Regions from separate parts of the Anser cygnoides genome. Here region 1 is linked to region 2. A link is a contact called in public Hi-C data. All regions are on one chromosome and are shown on one strand. The core of a region is the stretch at or near the end of the contact, and the rest is flanking DNA. Distances in the headings are between cores, read along the strand shown.

Region 1 (5,876 bases), core at 1,677-4,176, 250 kb before region 2:
ACTTTGTCTGCTATCATCCCTTCCATCTCCACCTAAAGGAGAGTCTCCGGAATTCATAAGAATGCATTATTACAGATACTCAATTAACTTATCTTTTAAGACAAAAATGTTACTTATAGCTAGAATCTTTTTTTTTTCTGATAGCACCAGGAAAATTTAACATACGCTTTCACTATATTAAAAATCGACACTGTTTGTATTAGACTGACTTGTGGTTTCTTCAACACAAAAATGGACAGTATGTAAGAAAATACAAACATGGTTTTATCTTGTATAGTGATTTATGACTGAATGATTTCCACAGAGGAGCATAGATAATCGTAGGATTTATCTGCATTTATCATATAGACAGGGAAAACCAGAGTAGGTCAGCAGATCATTAGGGCAGGGTGTTTTTGTGACTGGAACTAAGTGCTAATTAAAAAATAACGCAAAGACTGAATTCTGTATTATTTCCATTTATATAAAAATCAATAACTACCATATAAATCTACCATATAAATTTAAGTGTACCTAAAAGGAAGACAAACAGAACATAAATGTTTATGTGTGTAGCATGTGAGTATGGAATAAAGCATTCACAAAAGAATTCAAGGTAGCAGTTGGTTGCTCAAGTATTTTTATGGCACCATTTTAAGTATTCTGATGATGTTTCTTCAAATGAAGCTGAGTCCCAAGGGAAACAGAAGGTGTCCTTTGGAGGACCTGCTGGATCTCTCCATGTGAGGAAGCAGATGGAACTTGCAGCTTGTTCTTCCTTTTTTATGGGAAGATATTTTGGTGAAAGAAAAGAATTCTGGTCCCTGTGCTATTGCTCATTTGGTGTATAAACTTTAGCACACCACAAACACCCTTCCAAGGCCACTTCCTATGAGTATCTTCAGGCACTGTTGAGGCAATGTGGAAACATTTCACAGAAGAGGCATAAATTTTCCTATCAGTTATTGCCAGTTCTCTCTACAACTCTCTGCACTCCTTTATGCAGGCATCACATCTTCAGGCTGGGGGAGCTGAAATGCTGGAGTACTGATTCTTTCTGTTAACAGAAGCTTCTCAGCCAACCCAGAGGAATAACAGACACAGGAACAATTTGCTTATGGTAAACTGTCTTCCAGTTTGAGTCTAGTCCAGACTGTGTCTTTTCAAATACTGTGTTTTAACTCAGGACAAAGTTTTGCATAAGCTTTATTCAAAAAAAAACAAGGAGATGAGATTCTATGGGCTGTGCAATGCAAATTCCCAAATCAATCAATTATAATATCCAAAACTGATCTAAAAATACATTTTTTTAATTATATTTTTTTCCTACTTCTCTTTCCTAGCACAGATAGCAAACACATCCAGGAAATCTACTCAATAAAACTGTACTTACCAGAAAGCAGTTTCCTTCTTGGAGTGCACATCGGAGAAAAGCTGTTTTATGTAAACGGGAAGAGAACAGAGCAGATTAACAAGTGTTTTTCTTCTTGCAAACATAAGCAGGGTTAGCAGATGCAGTTCAGCACTGGCTAATAGGAAAATCCTTGTTATTTATTATTTGCATTTCTGCAGCACTGACAAACATGGAACAAGGAGTTCCCTGCATGAAGAGCTAAGACTCTATACAGGGCAAGAGACGCAGCTGCATCTAGACGCTCATGAAGTGTCAGGAGAACAATTTTGGTCAGCACAGTATGATCTGTATTTTTGTTCTTTGCATTATTACATTAAAATTGACATTGTATCTGAACATTTTATCAAAAAAAAAAAAAAACAACAACAGTTATGGGTACATTCAGTTTTTCTATGCGTGACCTCAGAGTTGTTAATATTTTTAGTTAACTATTTTAAAGGCTATCTTCTTTTAGGAGACTCCTGGAAACTTCTTACTGGTCACTGAATTCCACTGTTGTCTAACAGGCCAACTTTATTTTTTTCCTTTAACTCTTCCAAGGAACTCTAATAGATTAGAGAAACGTGTCTTTCTCTTACAAAACGCAGGCTCTCTCTACCTATCCACTTCTCTAAGCTTTTTACTACAAGAGCCATTTGGATCTGGAACTCACATTCCCTTTAACAAACTAAAAACTCCTGCGGTGTAGTGCCACTGCTTTTCTAACCACACATCCAGGCAGCAACCTCCCAAACTTCTGGGACTGCTCGTGACTCCGAGACCCCATGTTGCATCTCTGTCACTTCTGCTGTTCCCTATTTCATTTTCCCTGTGACCTTCTCATCCAACACACCCCAGTCTGGTGGGACCCCCATGCCACCAGGGAAGAGCGGCCCCACAGACGGGGGGCTTTAACTGGTTGTTCCACAGATCCTGGGGATCCTGCTGGAGGAAGTCTGAAAGAAGACAAAAAAAACAAAGAATGGAGACGCCATGCAGGGAATCTAGCTGGCCAGGAAAGCAGAAGGAAGATAACTCTGACGTACAGGGGGAAAAAAAAAAAAAAAAGTGTTTCGCATGCGGGTGGGTATTGAGGCTTTTGCCTTACCACAGTAAAACTTTTATCTCAGTGTCAATCTGCCCATTTGCAGCTCCGGTTTATTCATTTGTTTTAGGGCCTCGAAAGGTCCCGCCAGCTTTATCTCCGTTTAGTTTTGCAGCTTGTTTGGGACATTTTGGTGGTGCTGCCCTTTTTTATTTCACTTTTCTCCCCACAAACGGTCTCCCCGGCAGGCATCGCCCCTTCCCCGCAGGAACCCCAACCCCTGCCCCTCGACGGCACGGGGCCGCGGGCCCCCCGGGCTCCCTCCTCCCGGCCGCGGCTTTGTGGCGAGGCTCGGGCGGCTCCTCCCCGCTGCCGAGGCGGGTACCGGGCTGCGGGTACCGGGCTGCGGGTACCGGGCTCCGGGTACCCTCCCGGGCACCTCCCGACTTCGCCGGGCCACGCCGCTTGTGGAGGCTCCGCTCGGCGGCCAGGTAAACCTCCGGCCGCACCACCACAGCCGGGGGGACCGCGGGGAGCGGGGCTCCGGGCGGGCCCCTCCGTGCCGGGGGGCCCCCGGGTCGGGCCGCCCCGCGGAGGGAGCGGGGCAGGGGAGCGGTGCCGGCGGGCTGGGGCTGGGCGAGCGGCGGTGCCGCCCGTGTGGGGCGGGCGCGGTGCCGGCTCCCCCCGGCCGGGGCGGCGGTTGGTTTCTCCTGGCAGCGGAGGCAGGGCCAGGCGCGGCGAGGGTGGGCGCGGAGTTGGCGGCGGGGCCGGGGGAGGCGGCGGCGGAGTTGGCTCCGGACGCGGCGGCAGGAGGTGAGGGACGGGGCTCCGGCACCGGGAGTCGGCGCGAACCGCGAGCGGGGAGCCCCGGGGCGGGCAGGTCGGGTACGGGGAGCCCCGGGACGGGGAGCCCCAAGACGGGCAGAGCCAAGACGGGGAGCCCCGGGGCGGGCAGCCCGGGGACGGGGAGCCCCAGGACGGGCAGCCGGGTCTCGTCCTGCGCTCCGCCGTGAGCCGTGAGCGGGCAGAGCCGCGGGGCCGGGGCCGGGGCCGGGGCCGGCCACGTGTCGGGGGCGGCGGGCGAGGCACAGGGCGGCGGGGGGCGTGCGGCTCCGCGCTGCCCTCTCGCTTTCCTTCTCCCGCCGCAGGTCCGCGGAGCGGAGCCGGCTTCGCCTCGCCTCTCCTCGCCGGCCGGAGCCGAATGCGCCCGGAGGGGAAGGTCCCGTCGCGGGCCGGGCCGCCGCCGCCCGCCGGTGCCGGAGCCGGAGCGATGTCGGGGCGCGAAGCCGAGCGCGGCGGGGCGCTGTGCCTGGGGCTGCTGCTGCACGTCCTGCTGGGCTGCGGCTCGGCGCAGCAGCCCGGCGGCTGCCCGGCCGGCTGCGAGTGCTCGGAGGCGGCCAAGACGGTGAAGTGCGTGAACGGCAACCTGACGGAGGTGCCGCCCGACCTGCCGCCCTACGTGCGCAACCTCTTCATCACCGGCAACCCGCTGCGCCGCCTGCCCGCCGGCGCCTTCGCCGCCCAGCGCCTGGCCGAGCTGGGCGCCCTCAACCTCAGCGGCAACCACCTGCGGGTCGTGGAGGCCGGCGCCCTCTCGGCCCTGCCCGCCCTGCGGCAGCTGGACCTCAGCGGCAACCCGCTGGCGTCCCTCAGCCCGCAGGCCTTCGGCGAGGGCGGCAGCCCGCTGGAGGAGCTGGCCCTCCGCGGGGCTCTGCGCGACCAGGGCGCGCTGCTGGGGCTGGCCGCCCTGCTGCAGGCCGGGGCCCTGCGCAACCTCAGCCGCCTGGAGCTGGCCGACAACGGGCTGCTGCTGCTGCCCGCCGGCATGTTCGGCGCGCTGCCCGCCCTGCGGCACCTGGACCTCAGCAACAACTCGCTGGTGGGGCTGCGGAACGTCTCCTTCCAGGGGCTGGGCCAGCTGCAGAGCCTCAACCTCAGCGACAACTCGCTGGGCGTGCTGAGGAACGGCACCCTGGCCCAGTGGCGCGGGCTGCCCGCCCTGCGGCGCATCGGCTTCGGCCGCAACGCCTGGGTCTGCGACTGCGCCATCGAGGACCTGGTGGCCTGGCTCAAGGAGAGCGACCAGGTAGAGGGCAAGGAGGCCCTGACCTGCGCCCACCCCGAGAAGATGCAGGGCAAAGCCCTGCTGAAGATCAACGCCTCTGACCTGAACTGTTCCGTGCCCGTAGACCTGCCTTCCCAGCTACAGACTTCCTACGTCTTCTTAGGGATAGTCTTGGCTCTCATCGGGGCCATCTTTCTCCTGGTTTTGTACTTGAACCGAAAAGGAATCAAAAAGTGGATGCACAACATCCGAGACGCCTGTAGGGATCACATGGAGGGATATCACTACAGATACGAGATCAATGCCGACCCCAGGTTAACAAACCTCAGCTCCAACTCGGATGTCTGACAGAGCGCCGCGGAAGCGGGGCAGCACACAGTAGCTATGCATGAAACGTAGACTGATGCTTTACCCTTGTGCTTGCTTCCCTCTCCCCAGAGAAATCTCAGACGTGCTTGCAACATGAGGGGGATATGCCTCCATGTGGTGTTCATTACCCTTCTCTCTTCGTTCTGAGATGCTGGGCAGCTGCGCATGGTGTTGGGCTGTATGTAAGAAACAAGCTGCTACTTCTCTTCCTCCTTACCTGTTTTCGTTGGTACTCATGGGAAGCTTTTTCCAAGATCTCAAAAGAAAAAAAGGATTTTCTCTGTGACGCTCCAAAGCCACCAGAGTTTATATTATATATACATATATATATACATACACACACACATACCATTCAACAAAAGCTGCCTCAACTTTTTGGGAAAAAAGATTACGATCTTCTGTGCCAGTTTTGGTCTTGTATATCTGAATTGTGATGACAATGATTCCATTTCATAGACTTACACTGAATCTCAGAAAAACAAAGAAACTCCTTTTAACAAGTCCTCTGTAACAACGAAGGAAATCAAATAGTGAGCATGCACAAATACTTTGTAGTTTTACATGTTAGGAAATTTACAATCTCAGTAAGTCTCTTAGTATTTTATACTAAGTTATTTTTGATTGCAGTTTACCTGAAAAGACGTTTTTTTTTCTATATAAGCTGCATCTAAACTCCGTCTGAACCATTAAATTCAATAAACAGTCTTACAAGAACTTGTGTTGAAGTTTGCTGTTTAATGAGAAATGTATGGACATCTAAGAATGTTAATAACTTTAGAGTCTCTGGAGTAATAGCCTTATGGTAGTAATCTGAATAAAATTTTGTATGAACATGTAACTTAGAGACATAAATATTTATGACAATTTTGTGAAATAGGCTTTAAGAATTACACTGATCAACGACGAGAGTAGTTCCACTTGGCACAAAAGCCCCAGTCTGCTCTCCCTAAACAACTGCAAAACGTCGAGACAGATGCTAGTGTCTATCTAGCTGGGAAGGTACGAGCTAATAGAATTTACATAAG
Region 2 (5,266 bases), core at 2,567-5,066:
GAGAATCACATAAAACTGAGCTGAAAGAACTCACCTAGTCCATTTCCTTGCCTCAAGGAAGCATTGACATTTAAACTATTCCAAATGTATACCTTTAATCTAGTCTTTAAAATGATAGAAATTCCACAGGCTTCCTATGCAATCCCTAATGGTAAAAAAATAAGCTTTAGAGTATGTTTTTTCATTTAAACCTAATTTCCTTTTGCACTTCTGTAAGTTCCCCCTCACATGACATGCTGCCATTAGCATGGTCTTTGGACCATGCAGAGACCAACACGTGAACTTTGTTTCTGAAAGTACTGTCTTTCTTTTGGAAGCATGGGAGCGCTGGAATGGAAGGTGTTGGGCAAACTGACAGCTCCATTCTTCTAACCTTATCTCAGTCAATATTTTTTAGTGGTAACATTCAAGGGGTTCAGAGGTCCCCTGCAAGGAGAAACAGTTTACATGCAATGCATTAACATGCCTTGATTTTTCCATTCTCGAAAATTCCAGTTGTGTCACGTATTAGGATACAGAACCACAATACGTAAATTCCATGTATATGAATTTGGTGTGTTGATAGTCAGGAAATCGCCCACTCAGAGATGGAAATATACAAGGTACAAGATCTTTTGAAAGCAAATGTTACTGAGTATAAATCAGAAGTTTCTTTACCCTATAAATGTATCAAGGAGAGTTACTGCTAGACTTTCTGATGAGACATTTCATAAGAGAAAGCCAGGAAACCCTCATTCATTTGTGTTCACGCCAACCATAAATCCATATGTATGACAGGAAAGTAACAGAAGTTTACAGATTTACATTTGTATTACCATTTTGAGTATTAGGAGTGACACAGATCATAAAAGGCTGTCTCTAGCAATTTGTACATATCCAGCTGCAGCTGTCAAAATCGTTCATCACAAGAGCCAGAAAATGCAGAAGCTTTTTATTAAAATTCTCATTCACTCTGCAGACTTTGTAAGGAACAGAGATAAGGCCAAGTCATACAGCTAAGAAACAGGTCCTGTACTCCCCAAATTCAGGGATCCCTGAACTTAACAGATAGGAGGGAGCTGCTGACAACAACCCCATTCTGACCAGCCACTTTATAACTACAGCACACTGACTGAAGAGAATCTATAAGAGAATGAACAAAACTGACAAAAAAAACTGAAAGGACAGAGGAAGAAGTCTAGTTTCAAATTTTCAGTTTTACTCCCTTCAACATTGCAGAGATGCCAGCTATTAAGACTATGAGTATTTTTAAATGAATGAAAACTAACAATGTGTGTTCAACATTTAAACTGCAATGTTTCCAGCGCAAAATGTTTCTTTATAACAAATGTTACTTCGTACAAATGTAACCTTTTTTTTTTTTTTTAATGCATAGGGAAGTCCATCCACAAAAGAAAATGTCTCACTTGAGGCAGGGCAGACAACCACCAAGAAAAGAATTGAGATTTCCCACCTGTCAGGGCCAATGCTCTTAGTAAGCTATTTCTACCTTCCAGCCAGAATGAAACGAAGTAAATTAATAAATGGTGAAAAACTGTTTCAGGTAATTTTGATTTTAGTTATCTGTAGCAGTACTTCAGAAGTGTTCTCATCTATCAATTTCAAAATAACTATCTTTCATCTCTCTAAGTACACCAAATAACATGAATACCAATCGGCATAGCATCTATTGCTATAAATACAAGACACTGCAGTACTTACCGTTCTTCTACTATGACATCACCACAGGACTGGCAGTAAAAGATGCAATTCTTCTGGGGTTTCAGGCTTTCCCTCAAATTATAAACAAGTTCTACAAACAGGAGAGGATGCATTAATCTTCAAGGTTGTGTAAAATTTTCAGTCATACATAAAAATCCTTCTGAACACCTCAAACTTAAACAAGACGAGAATCTAAATAAGCAGGATGTTGACATCCTAAACACAACCTTATTCTTTTAACCTATAGAAGTAATGAGATTCAGGAAGAACTTGCCACCTCTATCTCATGAACCATATTATTGAATAGGGGCAGCAATATGTGAATAATTATTTTAATGGTGCATACCCTCTCAACTGGAGGAGCTGAGATACAGGTATCATTGCTGAGATTGTATAAGTTAAAATTAAATCCTACTCTTTAGTAATTAGAGTTCTGCTAGCAAGCATCTCTGTAACATGATAGTACATCCCAATATATAACAAAAAAAATATGTGGGGGGTTAAGAAAAAAAAAAGGGCAGTAGTCTTAGATTTTCAGCCAGGTAAGATACAGAGCCACTGTTGTACTACCCAATGAACAGCGAGCGAGCAATACCCTCTGCAGGCCAGCAGACAGAAAACAGTTTCACAGAAGACATCTCAGACAGCTTTTCCAAATTAAAAAATATATATACATATAAAAGCCTCCAGAGAAAATCAAATAACATTAGGTGGAAGAAAAAAAAAACAAAGTATAAGCCTAGCTCCACGTATAAGCAGGCTTTGCATTGCCCACTTTGTGAAATCAAAGACTAGAAGTACGTTCTCAGCATCGGTGCTCAGTATTTAAGAAGCAGGTTGCAACCATAAGTGAAAGGTACTTAAAAACATCCCATAAATTCATAAGAGACAGCCAGTTCTGCATACTAATTTAAAATTTTAAAGGCTAACCAAGGTTAGTCTTTATAATTAAGTGGTCAGCAACAACTGTTGCACTATAACTTGGATGAATTGCATTACTGCATTTTTAGCTTAAACATGAAATAGAATATGGGGAAATTTTTGAAGTAGTGGAGGAAGGAGGGGAAAAAATTTGAAGCAGTGGGGGGAAAAAAATGAAGTGATGTGGGAAAGGGGAGGGAACTGAACACAGCTCTCAAACTCCTGCAGAGTTATTCAGCAACAGTTTCCCTTTCATCAAGCCACTTGATGTGGTTTTTCTTTTTAAAACTAATAGTTGCTGTACGCTATTAAAAACTGCACCAAGAGCTGCCGTTTAAGTTGGAAACTGAACCCCAAAAGGAGCCTTATAGAAAAAGCAGGTGCACACACCTACGGCGTGCCTCAAACTCCGGCTAGCGCCTTGTCCCCCCCAGAGCCTGACAGACAGCAGCGCTCCAGACCTCCCCGAGCCCCAGCTCCGAATGGCTGCTGCCCCCCAGGCCCCCCAAACCCCAGCATCCCCCAGAAGAAGCCTCCATCCCCATCCCCATCCCCGCCCGCAGCCTTACCCGCGCCGCCCGGCGCCGCCCGCAGCCGCAGCCGGAGGTGCAGGCACTCGCCGGGAAGGTGCCGCAGGCCGCGGCAGGAGCCCGGGGCCAGGCTGACCCCTGGCGGCAGCTCCAGCGCCCCGCAGGCCCCGGCGCTCCGCAGCTCCAGCCGGGCCGGCGCCAGGCTGATGTCCGCCGGCAGGCTCCGCAGGCTGGCCTCGCTGCGGAGGGAAAGCACGGGAGTTACGGCGCGGGGGGGGGGGGGGGGGGGGATTTCCCGGCGGAGGGAGCGTAAAGAACCAGGAGAAATAAATAAAGCACGGTGCTCAGGAAGCGTTTATTTGCGCGGCGGCTCAGGCTCGCCCCAGGTGCACAAGATGGGGTCCGTCAGCTCTTTCCCCACCGCCCAGCCCAGCCACCCCAGCGCCGCCCCCGGCTCCTGCCCCGCCGGGGAGCCCCAGCCCCGGTGCGGGGCCGGGAGGCAGCGCCCCGCACTACCGGACGAGCAGCATGGCGCTCTGCGTCCCCCGCCGGATCTCCAGCAGGAACGGCCCCGCCATGCCGCGGCCGCCCATAAATCCTGCAGGAAGCGGCCGCTCGTCCGCCGGCTGCAGGCCCGCGGCCGCCCGACACAGCGCCGCCTGCAGCCGGGAGCCCGAGCCGCCTGCCCCCGGGTGGCTGCCGGCGGGAATCACGGCATGGCCGAGGTGTGAAGGGACCTCTGAAGATCATCCAGTCCAACCCCCTGCCGAGCAGGATCACCTAGAGCACGTTGCGCAGGACGGCATCCAGGCGGGGTTTGGGTATCTCCAGAGAAGGAGACTCCACAACCTCTCTGGGCAGCCTGTCCCAGTGCTGTCACCCTCACAGTACAGAAGTGCCCCCTCATGTTCAGCCAGAACCTGCTGTGCTTCAGTTTGTGCCCGCTGCCTCTCGTCCTGTCGCTGGGCACAACTGAAAAGAGACTGGCTCCATCTTGTCGACACCCTCCCCTCAGATATTTATACACATTGGTGAGGTCTCCCCTCAGCCTTCTCTTTTCCAGGCTAAACAGGCCCAGCTCTCTCTAACACACTAGTGTTTTAGTTATTGCGGAGCAGTGTTTGCATGGTCCCATGGCATTCTTCTCAATTCCTCACTCTGCCCCCCCCCCCCCCCCCCCCCCCCAGTGAACAGTGGTTGGGGTGAGGAAGAGGTTTTAGGGGCACAGGAAGGACAGCTGACTGAAACTGAGCAGAGATACTCCATAACACATACTGCCAGGCTCAGCAATAAGAACTGGGAGCACAGTAAGCAGCCTGGTTGGGCATCACTGGTCGTTTTATGGGACGTAGGGAGTGATTGTCTTTGCATCACCTTTTCTTCTTTCCTTCACTTATCAAACTGTTGTTATATTGACCCACAACTGTTCCTGCTTTTGCTCTTCTGATTCTCTCTCTGGGAGTGAGCCAGAAGCTGGAAGGGGTTCTTGGGTCACTGGCTGGGGTCAACCTCTGTCTGAGCAGAGGCTCTGTTGAGCCAGGGGCAGGCTCTCCAGCAGCCCTGTGGTGTGTCACGGCACCACCACCTGCCCTGTGAACTACCACCTCCCCCATCCCTTTCCCGCAAGATCTGCCCAAGTTCCTCCCTGTCCACATTCACCCAGCTTCTGAATGCTGTCCCGCTGCACTCAGAGCAAATGGACCCTCAGCACGGGCATCTCCTGTTCTGGGGTGAGGCTTCCCGCTGCCTCACAGCAGCTCCTTTATCAAGCGGCCGTACATCCATCTGAACACCCGTCTGAGCACTGTCACCATTGCATACTTCATCATGCACACTGCCCTCACAGCGTATGAGACCGCTGACAGTCTGTACTTGAGGACGCCAAGGAAAGAAGACCTTTGCTTTATGGGGGGGGAAGAGTCTTTTACAATGTCGTTAACTTTCTATGGAAAGTCCTAAAGCTTTTTGTGATTGCACTTATTTGAAAACATGGTCTGCAACACTTCATGCAGAAAGGCAGGCTTGCACTTGTTAATTTTGTAGCAATTTATTATCTAAGACATGATTACTTTGAAGTAATCCTAGTCCTTGGAGTTGGCAAAACCGAGCAGATT

Evidence for each region. A called contact is a pair of places that touch in the nucleus more often than the background predicts.
Region 1: a Hi-C map of liver shows a contact between it and region 2, with 3 times the contacts expected there. The contact joins the promoter of TPBG here to the promoter of UBE3D in region 2. A contact is called at or near these places in 3 of 7 Hi-C or Micro-C datasets (granulosa cells and liver).

What each region holds. Positions count from the first base shown.
Region 1 is chr3:85,867,225-85,873,100 of Taihu_goose_T2T_genome, reverse strand. It overlaps TPBG (trophoblast glycoprotein), which reads left to right and starts at 2,926. Exons shown (of 2, transcript XM_013180058.3): 1 at 2,926-3,230; 2 at 3,566-5,876. The coding sequence starts at 3,619. The coding sequence ends at 4,830.
Region 2 is chr3:85,620,010-85,625,275 of Taihu_goose_T2T_genome, reverse strand. It overlaps UBE3D (ubiquitin protein ligase E3D), which reads right to left and starts at 3,816. Exons shown (of 11, transcript XR_010830488.1): 1 at 3,669-3,816; 2 at 3,192-3,391; 3 at 1,702-1,792.